Linked DNA regions of Salmo salar: region 1 is linked to region 2. The links are chromatin contacts, called in public Hi-C maps. All regions are on one chromosome and are shown on one strand. Each heading gives the region's core, a stretch centred on a gene start, on an enhancer-like site or on the middle of the called end of the contact. The rest is flanking DNA. Distances are from core to core; before and after follow the strand shown.

Evidence for each region. Hi-C and Micro-C count contacts between places; a contact is called where the count stands out from the background.
Region 1: a Hi-C map of blood shows a contact between it and region 2, with 9 times the contacts expected there. The contact joins the promoter of LOC106577153 here to the promoter of mtrf1l in region 2. A contact is called at or near these places in 2 of 3 Hi-C or Micro-C datasets (blood and muscle).

What each region holds. Positions count from the first base shown.
Region 1 is chrssa18:27,047,894-27,052,998 of Ssal_v3.1, reverse strand. LOC106577153 (putative ATP-dependent RNA helicase DHX57) reads left to right here and starts at 2,053. Exons shown (of 22, transcript XM_014154953.2): 1 at 2,053-2,159; 2 at 2,335-2,658; 3 at 2,946-3,137; 4 at 3,324-4,602; 5 at 4,839-4,960. The coding sequence starts at 2,546. LOC123728713 (a long non-coding RNA gene) reads right to left here and starts at 1,029. Exons shown (of 2, transcript XR_006760410.1): 1 at 792-1,029.
Region 2 is chrssa18:26,730,087-26,734,648 of Ssal_v3.1, reverse strand. It overlaps mtrf1l (mitochondrial translational release factor 1-like), which reads left to right and starts at 1,803. Exons shown (of 7, transcript XM_014154842.2): 1 at 1,803-2,565; 2 at 4,182-4,261; 3 at 4,426-4,562. The coding sequence starts at 2,121.

The DNA of each region.
Region 1 (5,105 bases), core at 804-3,303, 320 kb before region 2:
GGTCCCATCGGGGAATCTGTATGTCCCAGTGCCGTGGTACATGTTGTCTTTAAGTCCCCTTCATACATTGGCCCAGAGGGATGTTCCAGAGTCCCTCTGCCTTCCGTATGGAATAGATGGAGCACTGTCCACTCACAGCAGAGTACCCACCCTGAAACCATGTTTGCCTATGCCACTTCTCACCACAAATTCCTCTGTGAACCTGCAGCACTCACCTTCTGGTTATGACAGCCCACAATGCAGCTGGTTAGAACATGTGGTTCTAACAGTTCGAATCAAAAATCTAATGTTACTGAGTCAATATGATATGAGGACTTCCCATATCTGTCACCATTCTGGAAAATATAGGATACTTTCAAACTGTGTTCCTCTGAAATGAAATATATGAGTGGAGTTCAAAACATACGCTGATACATAGGATAATAGTTAGCCTAAAGCACAAACATTTACAATATTTAGGATATACATAGGATGGTCTGTGAAGTCTGGTCTGTACATTTGCTTTCTGTGGCCTTTCCTTTCTTCTCTGCAGGAAAAACACTTAATTAATAATGACATTATAAGGAACAGAGTGAATGGAATGGCATCAAACCATGTGGTTGATGTATTTGATACCATTCCACTTATTCTTCTACAGCCCTTACCACGATCCCATCCTCCCCAATTAAGGTGCCACCAACCTCATGTTGTAGCTAGATAGCTAACTAGCCAGTAAAACTTAACTCCATGATGTACTTCACATCAACTGACCGTCAAGTACACCGTGGAGTTTTACTTGGCTAGCAACTCACCTGACATGTTTGTGATGCTTTGACAATTTACTTAATGTTGAGTCATTAGCTGGCTGTCTGGCTGTTAAGCCAGTCTACACATTTCGGATGTGTTGCTAGTTCAAACATGACTATATCTTACTCTCTATTTTCGTGCTGGTCCAGCTGATTTTGTTGCACTCTGCACTTCCCTAAACGTTATGTTACCATGGCAACTCTAAAGTTATACAACTTTCACCGGAAAAGAAACTTTGACCTCTGATTCATTAACCAATGAGAGAGAAGCTGAATTTGCCGGTGGACCGATCAGCTTTGTGTCAGGTTTGTACATGTTCTTCGGTCTCTGGTTAAATAACCTGTTATTTGTCTCTCTTATGTATTTTTCCTCGACCGTTCGTAGATAGTACGTGTTTTTTTGTTTGTTTTTAAAGCAAAAGCTTTCACTAAATGTCCTCTTGCCCATAAAGAAATAAACAATGTGTTCTACCGACCTACCGGTAGCTAGGCTAACTATTTAGCTAGCTAACGTTAACGGTAGCTAGCATGGCTACTGTCTAGCCATCTTCGGTACTAGCTGACTGTTAAGTGTACTGTTGAGTCATTCTGGTCAATTATCTCGTTTGCCCACAACCCATTGCGTTTTATGAACTAAACACGATGTAAACGTGTTTTGTCAGCCAGAAAGAACAATTTTAGCTACCCGGTTCTCCCGTTTAAGGCACCGTCACCGTGCCTTGTATAATTATGGCCACCGGCGCCGTATGTGTCATTGAACTAAAAAATGAAGCCCAGAGTAGGAAGTGAAGTCAGCAACTGCAAAACAACCGAGTGCTACAGTAATGCAAGAAGTATGTCCGGCGCATAATAACATAGTTACCTGGCAATGTGTTATGCTATTGAATAGTCAAAGGCTCGTTGCAAACTACATCTGGTATTAGACTGCATCTCTCTCTCTCTATACAGGTCGACTACTGTATCTTCCTCTCATTTAGCACAGATCACAATCAGGTGTCAAATGACTATGCACTTAGTTTTGTGTAGACCTTATTCATGAAATAGACAGACATTTTAACTCAAGATACTTGTCATCCCTGAGCAGGGTTGACACCATAGCACTAATAATGTACCTCTTGATTTGTCTGCTTTTGTTCTCTTCAGGTGTGATTATACTTTGGATTACAGAAAGAGACGTGAAATGAGTGGAAGAAGGAGGGGGCAGCCCAACAGAGGTGGAGGGCGATTTAACAAGCCCGGAGGAGGGAGAGGAAGAGGAAGGGGGGGAGGAGGAGGAGGTGGTGGGGGAGGGGGAGGAGGTGGAAAGGCAGCTAGTGGTGGCTGGGATGACGGTGACGATTTCAGCCTTGATTTTGGACCCAGTCGCTCAGCCAGGTACAGTGTAATTACATTTACATTTTAGTAATTTAGCAAACACTCTTATCCTGAGCTTTCGTCTTAAGATAATTAGTTAGCTACTAGAGTAGTCATGCTTGCTCTGATCTTTTGAAATGTGGAATAAGCCTGAATAATTAACTTATTTCTCTCATCTCTCTTTCTCTATCCACAGGCCCACCTCAGGCAGAGGAAGGGGTGGGGGCAGCGGGGGTAGCAGCAGAGGTAGAGGAGGACGGGGAAGGAGCACTGGTGGAGGGAGGGGTAGAGGTGGCGGAGATAGGGGTAGGGGAAAGGTTAATGGTAGGGGTTTACCCAAGTCCCTAATTAGCGAGAGACCTCGGCCTAGGCTGGTGGATGAAGACAGGCCTCGCCTCAGGCCTGAGATGATGGGCAACATGCCCATGCAGAAGATCTTCATGACCAATGAGAACCAGGAGCAGGTGAAAGAGCTGCTGAGAGAGCTGCAGACCCAGGACTACGACGACGAGCCATATGAGTGAGTGTTCTCAAAACATACTGTGAGAGACTGTCCACTGGGGTGCCTTCAGAACACTGGGGTGCCTTCAGAACACTGGGGTGCCTTCAGAACACTGGGGTGCCTTCAGAACACTGGGGTGCCTTCAGAACACTGGGGGACTGTATAATATTAGAATAATTGGTTTGTGTTCAGGGATGGTGTTTTCTTCTCGGCAGAGATTTGTTTAGGGATGTATCAGGTGTCACCTTGTTTACCCGAATAGACTAATAACATCACGTGATCTTAACCCACCTTTCCTTTCTCAGTGAAGAAGAGGAGTATGAGGAAGAGGAGGAGTATGATGAGCTGGATTACCGGGAAGAAGGGCAGTTCTGGAACACCCATGATGAGCCTGTTGAGCGTGCAGAGAGCCCCGTCTATGATCCTGACTCTGAGGATGAACGGCGGCCCACTCCCGAGCCAGTCATAGGACTGTTTGCCATAGGAAAGCTCTGCAGGTATCAACACCACTTAGATTCAGACTTCACTTTCTGTACCCATCTCAGCTCTAATGATATGTCAGGGTGGGATATTTAGTGACACTTTTAAATTGTTTAGGAAGGGGGTTGCTTCCAGTCATTGTGATGAATGTGTCATGTCTTGATGTGTCGTTTCTAACATCCCTCCCTCGGCGTTGTGTGTAGGTATGGTTTCGACCGGGAGCGCAGCAAGCAGGCCCTGGAGGCAGGTGTTGGGGAGGTGGGAGCCACCATGGAACAGCTGCTCCTCCAGGTTTTCTCCGAGCGCTACGGCCCCAAAGCTGTCTCCCCCGATGGCCTCCAAGGGGCGCCCATGGACGAGTGCCTCACCCAGAGACAGGAGGAGGCCTTGGCCCTCACCGCCATCTACGGCGACCGCTTTACCGAGCGTATCGCCAACAGCGTTTGGACTGTCACTTTGGACCCCGACTTCCTGGCCGACATTGCCAGAGGAAAACAGAACGCATCTGCTCGCACCGACGACGCCGTTCAAATTAGGGACGTCTGCAGCTTCTACCTAAAGGGTGCCGGATGCAGGTTTGGAGCTAAGTGCAAGTATAAGCACCAGATGCCCACCAAGGGGACAGCTTCGGGCCCTCAAGACCCCGTGGGAGCCAGCCAACCTGGGTTCAGCAGCTACTCCTCTCCAGAGTACGAGCTGGAGGTCCGCTTCCCTAAAGGGAACCGCTACCCCTTCCAGGCTCCTGTCGTGGCCTTCAGCACTAACGATGAGACCATAGGGGCCGCAGCCAGGCTGAGTGTCACAGAGCATCTGTTCGGGGAGGCCTTGGCTGCAGCGAAGGAGGGGGAGCCCGTGGTCTACACCCTGATCACTTGCTGCGAGGACGAGGCCACCATGAAGGAGCTGCTGTCAGTCACCCATCATAAATACAGCTCCCTGCCCCCTGTGGTAGTGGCTCCACCCCCTGCTGCTGTTGCCATGACGAAGTGCAAGAGTGGGAGGAGCAACACGGCATCACACGTGGAGAGCAAGCGTAGTACGAACACCAACAGAACTACCCCAACTAACAGCACCGCCAACAGCAGAACTACCCCAACTAACAGCACCGCCAACAGCAGAACTGCCCCAACTAACAACAGCACCGCCAACAGCAGAACTGCCCCAACTAACAACAGCACCGCCAACAGCAGAACTGCCCCAACTAACAACAGCACCGCCAACAGCAGAACTGCCCCAACTAACAACAGCACCGCCAACAGCAGAACTTCCCCAACTAACAGAACAAGCAGCCACAGGACACAGCAGGCCACAGAAGACTTGGAGGAGGAGGAGGAGGAGGAGGATGATGAGGAAGAAGTGGTGGTTCCTGAGACCGAGAGCTATGTCAACCTGAGGAAGAAGATGGTGAAGAGACATGAAGAGAGGACAGGGAGCCAGCAAAAGGAGAATGCCAAACTGTGTCGAGAGTTCAGGACAAAACAGGTAGAGTGGAGAACGTACTTCATTCTGGGCCGTTACTACAGTACAAGAGGGACATGTAAACAGCCTGTCTTATGCTATTTAGCTCCATCTATTGGTTGTATGGGAGACTTGCGATTCATCAGTCCTGTCCATTACTAGTTATGGCCATATCCGTACGCCTGAAAACATGTAGTCATGAAAAAGCTCGCTCCCTAATGATGATATGTGAATGTCTGTTCTGTTCCTTTCTCTGCCAGTCATCCAGGCGCTTCACCTCCATGTTGCAGCAGAGACAGAAGCTGCCTGCTTGGAATGAGAAGGAGAACATCCTGGACCTGTTGGACAACTGCCAGGTGCTGGTGGTCAGTGGCATGACTGGGTGAGTCAGTGACAGGCCTGAGTACACTGCAGCACAGCACACTATGGCCAATATGGCATATTTCAAGGACCATTTTCAATATTTGCGTCAATCTGGAAAGTAAAATCTAGTAATTAGTTATAGACAATTGTTTGTGTGGAATGCC
Region 2 (4,562 bases), core at 554-3,053:
GCTGCTGCCATGTGTTGCTACCATGTTGTTGTCATATTGTGTTGCTACCATGTGTAGTTGTCATGTGTTGCTGCCATGCTATTTTGTTGGCTTAAGTCTCTCTTTATGTAATGTTGTCTCTCTTGTCATGATGTGTGCTTTGTCCTATTTTTTATTTTATTTTATCCCAGCCCTCTTCCCCGCAGGAGGCCTTTTGCCTTTTGGTAGGCCATCATAGTAGATAAGAATTTGTTCTTAACTGACTTGCCTAGTTAAATAAAATAAAAAGTGATATCATCAAACAATAAATAAGGTCATACAAACTTTATTGAAATTGTTCAAGTATTCAGAAAACATAAAGGAAAGTTAAACTTACAGATGGTACCAGCATAAGGGCCATGAAAGACAGGCAGACGAAGGATGGAAGATGATTACATTCAGGAATGTCAAAAACAGTAGCTAGCTAAAAACAACCAACTACTTCCTGTTTTGTCTTCTTCTGCAGTCGCGAAAAGCTGGTGTAGTCTGGTTGTAGTGTTGTGACTACTTATTTACTACCAACATCAAGTAGTAAAAATCTCAACCTGATTACTACTGGAAACACTGTGTGTGTTCCTTGCATTCCATCCTATCTATCTCATGGGCAAAGAAAATATGAATCACAGCTTGGAAATCCTGATTTTCCAAAGAACCAAAAGTGCTGAGCAACAGCCAAATCTGGTGAAATATAATATGTTTTATCCTGCCCAAGGTAAATTCCAAGGAAAACCAAATTTGGCAATACTCTTCCTTTCCCTGACTTGAACTTTATTTGCTTTATGAGCTGCCAATCGTATGATGGTGCACAGCTGCAAGCAATAACCTACTAATATCATACACATACAGTACTGGAATGAAACCATTAACCCATTCCTACCCACTGGGCACAGACGTCAGTTCAACGTCTAGTTTTGATTTTGGTTAAAAGTTGGGTGAAAATATATAATATATATATAATCAGTTTTCCATGTTGATTCAACCTCATCACATATATTTTGGGGGTTGAAATTGCATACCCACTATATATGTAACTAAAAACTGGTTGAATCAACATTGTTTCCACGTAATTTCAACCCCCAAAATATATGTGATGAGGTTGAATCAACATGGAAAACTGATTATATATATCATTGGTAGTTACATGTACATGTATATCATTGGTAGTTAGTTACACATTACACAATCTGTAAATTGACTCTTCAGTGAACTGCAAAGTTGGATGGATGTTGCCTCCCATCTGCTGGTGGAACATGGGATTGTTGTTCCCAGGGTTGTTTCCATAAACAGTGAACACAACAGTCAAAGTGGTCATTAAGACAGTCCCGTGCAGTGACACATTAATGTTTTGACATTTGAATGCTTTGGTGAAGTTTTATACAACATTGTTATTTTTACACAATGCGATACTTGGGCAATAAGGCACGAGAGGTTGTGGTATATGGCCAGTATACCAAGGCTAAGGGCTGTTCTTATGTACGACTCAAAATAGACTCAAGGCGGAGTGCCTGGATACAATCCTTAGCCGTTGTATATTGGCCATATACCACAAACCCTCAATGTGCCTTATTGCTATTATAAACGGGTTACCAAGGTATTTAGAACAGTAAAGAAATATATATATTTATTCTAATCAGCACCAGGAGCCAAACTATCCGGTTTATTATATACTATAGCTACTACTACAGATAAATCTTAATGTTTTGGCTACATGTATTTGTTTACTTACGGTAATCTACGTGTTTATTTCCATACTTACGGTATTTGAGAATCGAAACAGGGCGCAACCACTTATGTGCAAAAACCAACATGTCAGCGCCCTTGAGCAGTAGCACTTCTCTGGCTTTGGTGATGGTTAGCGATAAATGAAATCCAGAAAAAAATGTTTTATATGTTTTTATTTTCAAATAGTTGTTATGGTCGATACAACTGTACACACTATCCAAAACCCTTCAGAACGTCATATCACTTCAATTAGCTGCCATTGTGTAGTGCAAAACAAATCAGCTAGCTAACTAGATAATATTATAAACAAATCAACAAATTCTAAAGAGTAATATTGTTCCACTGTTGTATTGAACCTTTTATGCGAACCATTGTTTAGTATGGCTTTTACTCAAGCTGTCAAAATGCACTTAGGGAACGTGTGTGGTCGGTCCTGGATGTCCTCTTACCAGAGGGGGTCTACCGTCATGTCCCAAAGACAAAGAGATTACGGAGCGGTTCTATGCGGTAAATGTCAAAATTCGTCCCAAAAGCTTAGCCCAAATAGTAGAACTATGCATGCAACTCAGCCATTGATGATTACGAAGTTACTGTCAGTGGACGAGATCTTTGCCAGAAGATCATTACAGGACTACTTCAAGAAGATGGAGACAGAGTACAGAGATAGTCTGACAGTTGTCAACATGACAGAGGGACAGCAGGATGGTGAAGCGGAATTGAGAGTGAAGAGGACAAGAGTTTCTGTACTAGCCCCACTAATCCAGTACACCAGAGAGCTTCAGACAAAACAGCAGGAATTTGCTGAAACTGAAACATTACTGAAAGGTGAGGCCACACCTAATGTGTGATGTTCTATCAACAGATGCAGAAGGGCATCTCATGGCCAATAGGAATCAGCAGCTTGTGAGTTTGACATTGTAACAAACGGTACCTGTTCCTACATCTGGTGACTGTGTATAATGTATCCATCTTGTATCTACCACTGAACAAAAATATAAATGCAACAATTTCTAAGATTTTACTGAGTTACAGTTCATATTTGGAAATCAGTCAATTGAAATACGTTTATTAGGCCCTAATCTATAGATTTCACATGACTGGGAATACAGATATGCATATGTTGGTCACAGATAACTTTTTTTTTTAAAGGGTCAGGGCATGGATCAGACCAGGGCATGACCACCATTTGTCTCATGCAGTGTGACGACACCTTCGAATAGAGTTGATCGGGCTGTTGACTGTGGCCTGTGGAATATCATCCCACTCTTCTTCAATGGCTGTGCAAAGTTTCTGGATATTGGCTGGAATTTGAACACGCTGCCATACACGTCGATTCAGAGTATCCCAAACATGCTTGATGGGTGACATGTCTGTTGAGTATGCAGGCCATGGATGAACTGGGACATTTTCAGCTTCCAGGAATTGTGTACAGATCCTTGTGACATGGGGCTGTGCAATATCATGCTGAAACATGAGGTGATGGCGGCGGATGAATGGCTCATGGGCCTCAGTATCTTGTCACGGTATCTCTGTACATTCAAATTGCCCTCAATAAAATGTACTTGTCTTCGTTGTCCGTAGCGTATGCCTGCCCATTCCATAACCCCAAAGCCACTATGGGGCAGTCTGTTCACAATGTTGACATCAGCAAACCGCTCGCCAACACGACATCTGCCCGGGACAGTTGAAACCGAAGTCATCCGTGAAGAGCACTTCTCCAGTGTGTCAGTGGCCATCGAAGGTGAGCATTTGCCCACTGAAGTTGGTTACGACACCGAACTGCAGTCAGGTCGAGACCCAAGTGAGGACGAAGAGCACTCAGATGAGCTTCCCTGAGACTTTTTCTGACAGTTTGTGTCATCAGCTGCCCGTGTGGCTGGTCTCAGACGATCCCGAAGGTGAAGAAGCCTGATGTGGAGGCCCTGGGCTGGCCTGGGTATACGTGGTCTGCCATGGTGAAGCCGGTTGGACGTACTTCCACATTCTCCAAAATGACGGAGTTGTCTTATGGTAGAAAAGTGAAAATGAAATTCTCTGTCCACAGTTCTAGTGAACATTCCTGCCGTCAGTATACCAATTGCACGCTCCCTCAAAACTTGAGACATCTGTGGCATTGTGTTGTGTGACAAAACTGCACATTTTAGAGTGGCATTTTATTGTCCCCAGCAAAATGTGCACCTGTATTGATCATGCTGTTTAATCAGCTTCTTGATATGCCACACCTGTCAGGTGGATGGATTATCTTGGCAAAGGATGTTAACTAACAGGGATGTTAACAAATTTGTGCAAAAAATGTGAGAGAAATAAGCTTTTTGTGCGTATTGAAACATGGGACCAACACTTTACATTTTGCATTTATATTTCTGTTCACTATAAATGGATCTTTCACTGATAGTAAATTCAGTGAAATAAGAAACATTGTTTTTCCCTTTTTCCCTAAGATGACGACCCAGACATGCGTGAACTGGCAGTCCTTGAGAGGGAGGCTTGTCAGAAAGCGATTCAAGATGTTAGACAAAAGGTACACACCTGCATTTTAAGTTCCCCCTACAGTCGGAATAAGATGACACTGATAAAAGCACATTTAGGGTGGCGAAAGGAAATCGAATCACTCCAATCAGTATGGAAAACGTAGTTTGAGAAAATTACTAAACTATCATGTCTGATTCTTCTACATTCCTTCAGATCCTGTCCCTGTTGATTCCTGAGGAGGAGTCAGACATGAGTGACCTAGTCCTGGAGGTCACCGCAGGGGTCGGAGGTCAGGAGGCCATGCTCTTCACTGCAGAGGTCTTTGACATGTACCAGAGCTTTGCAGCACA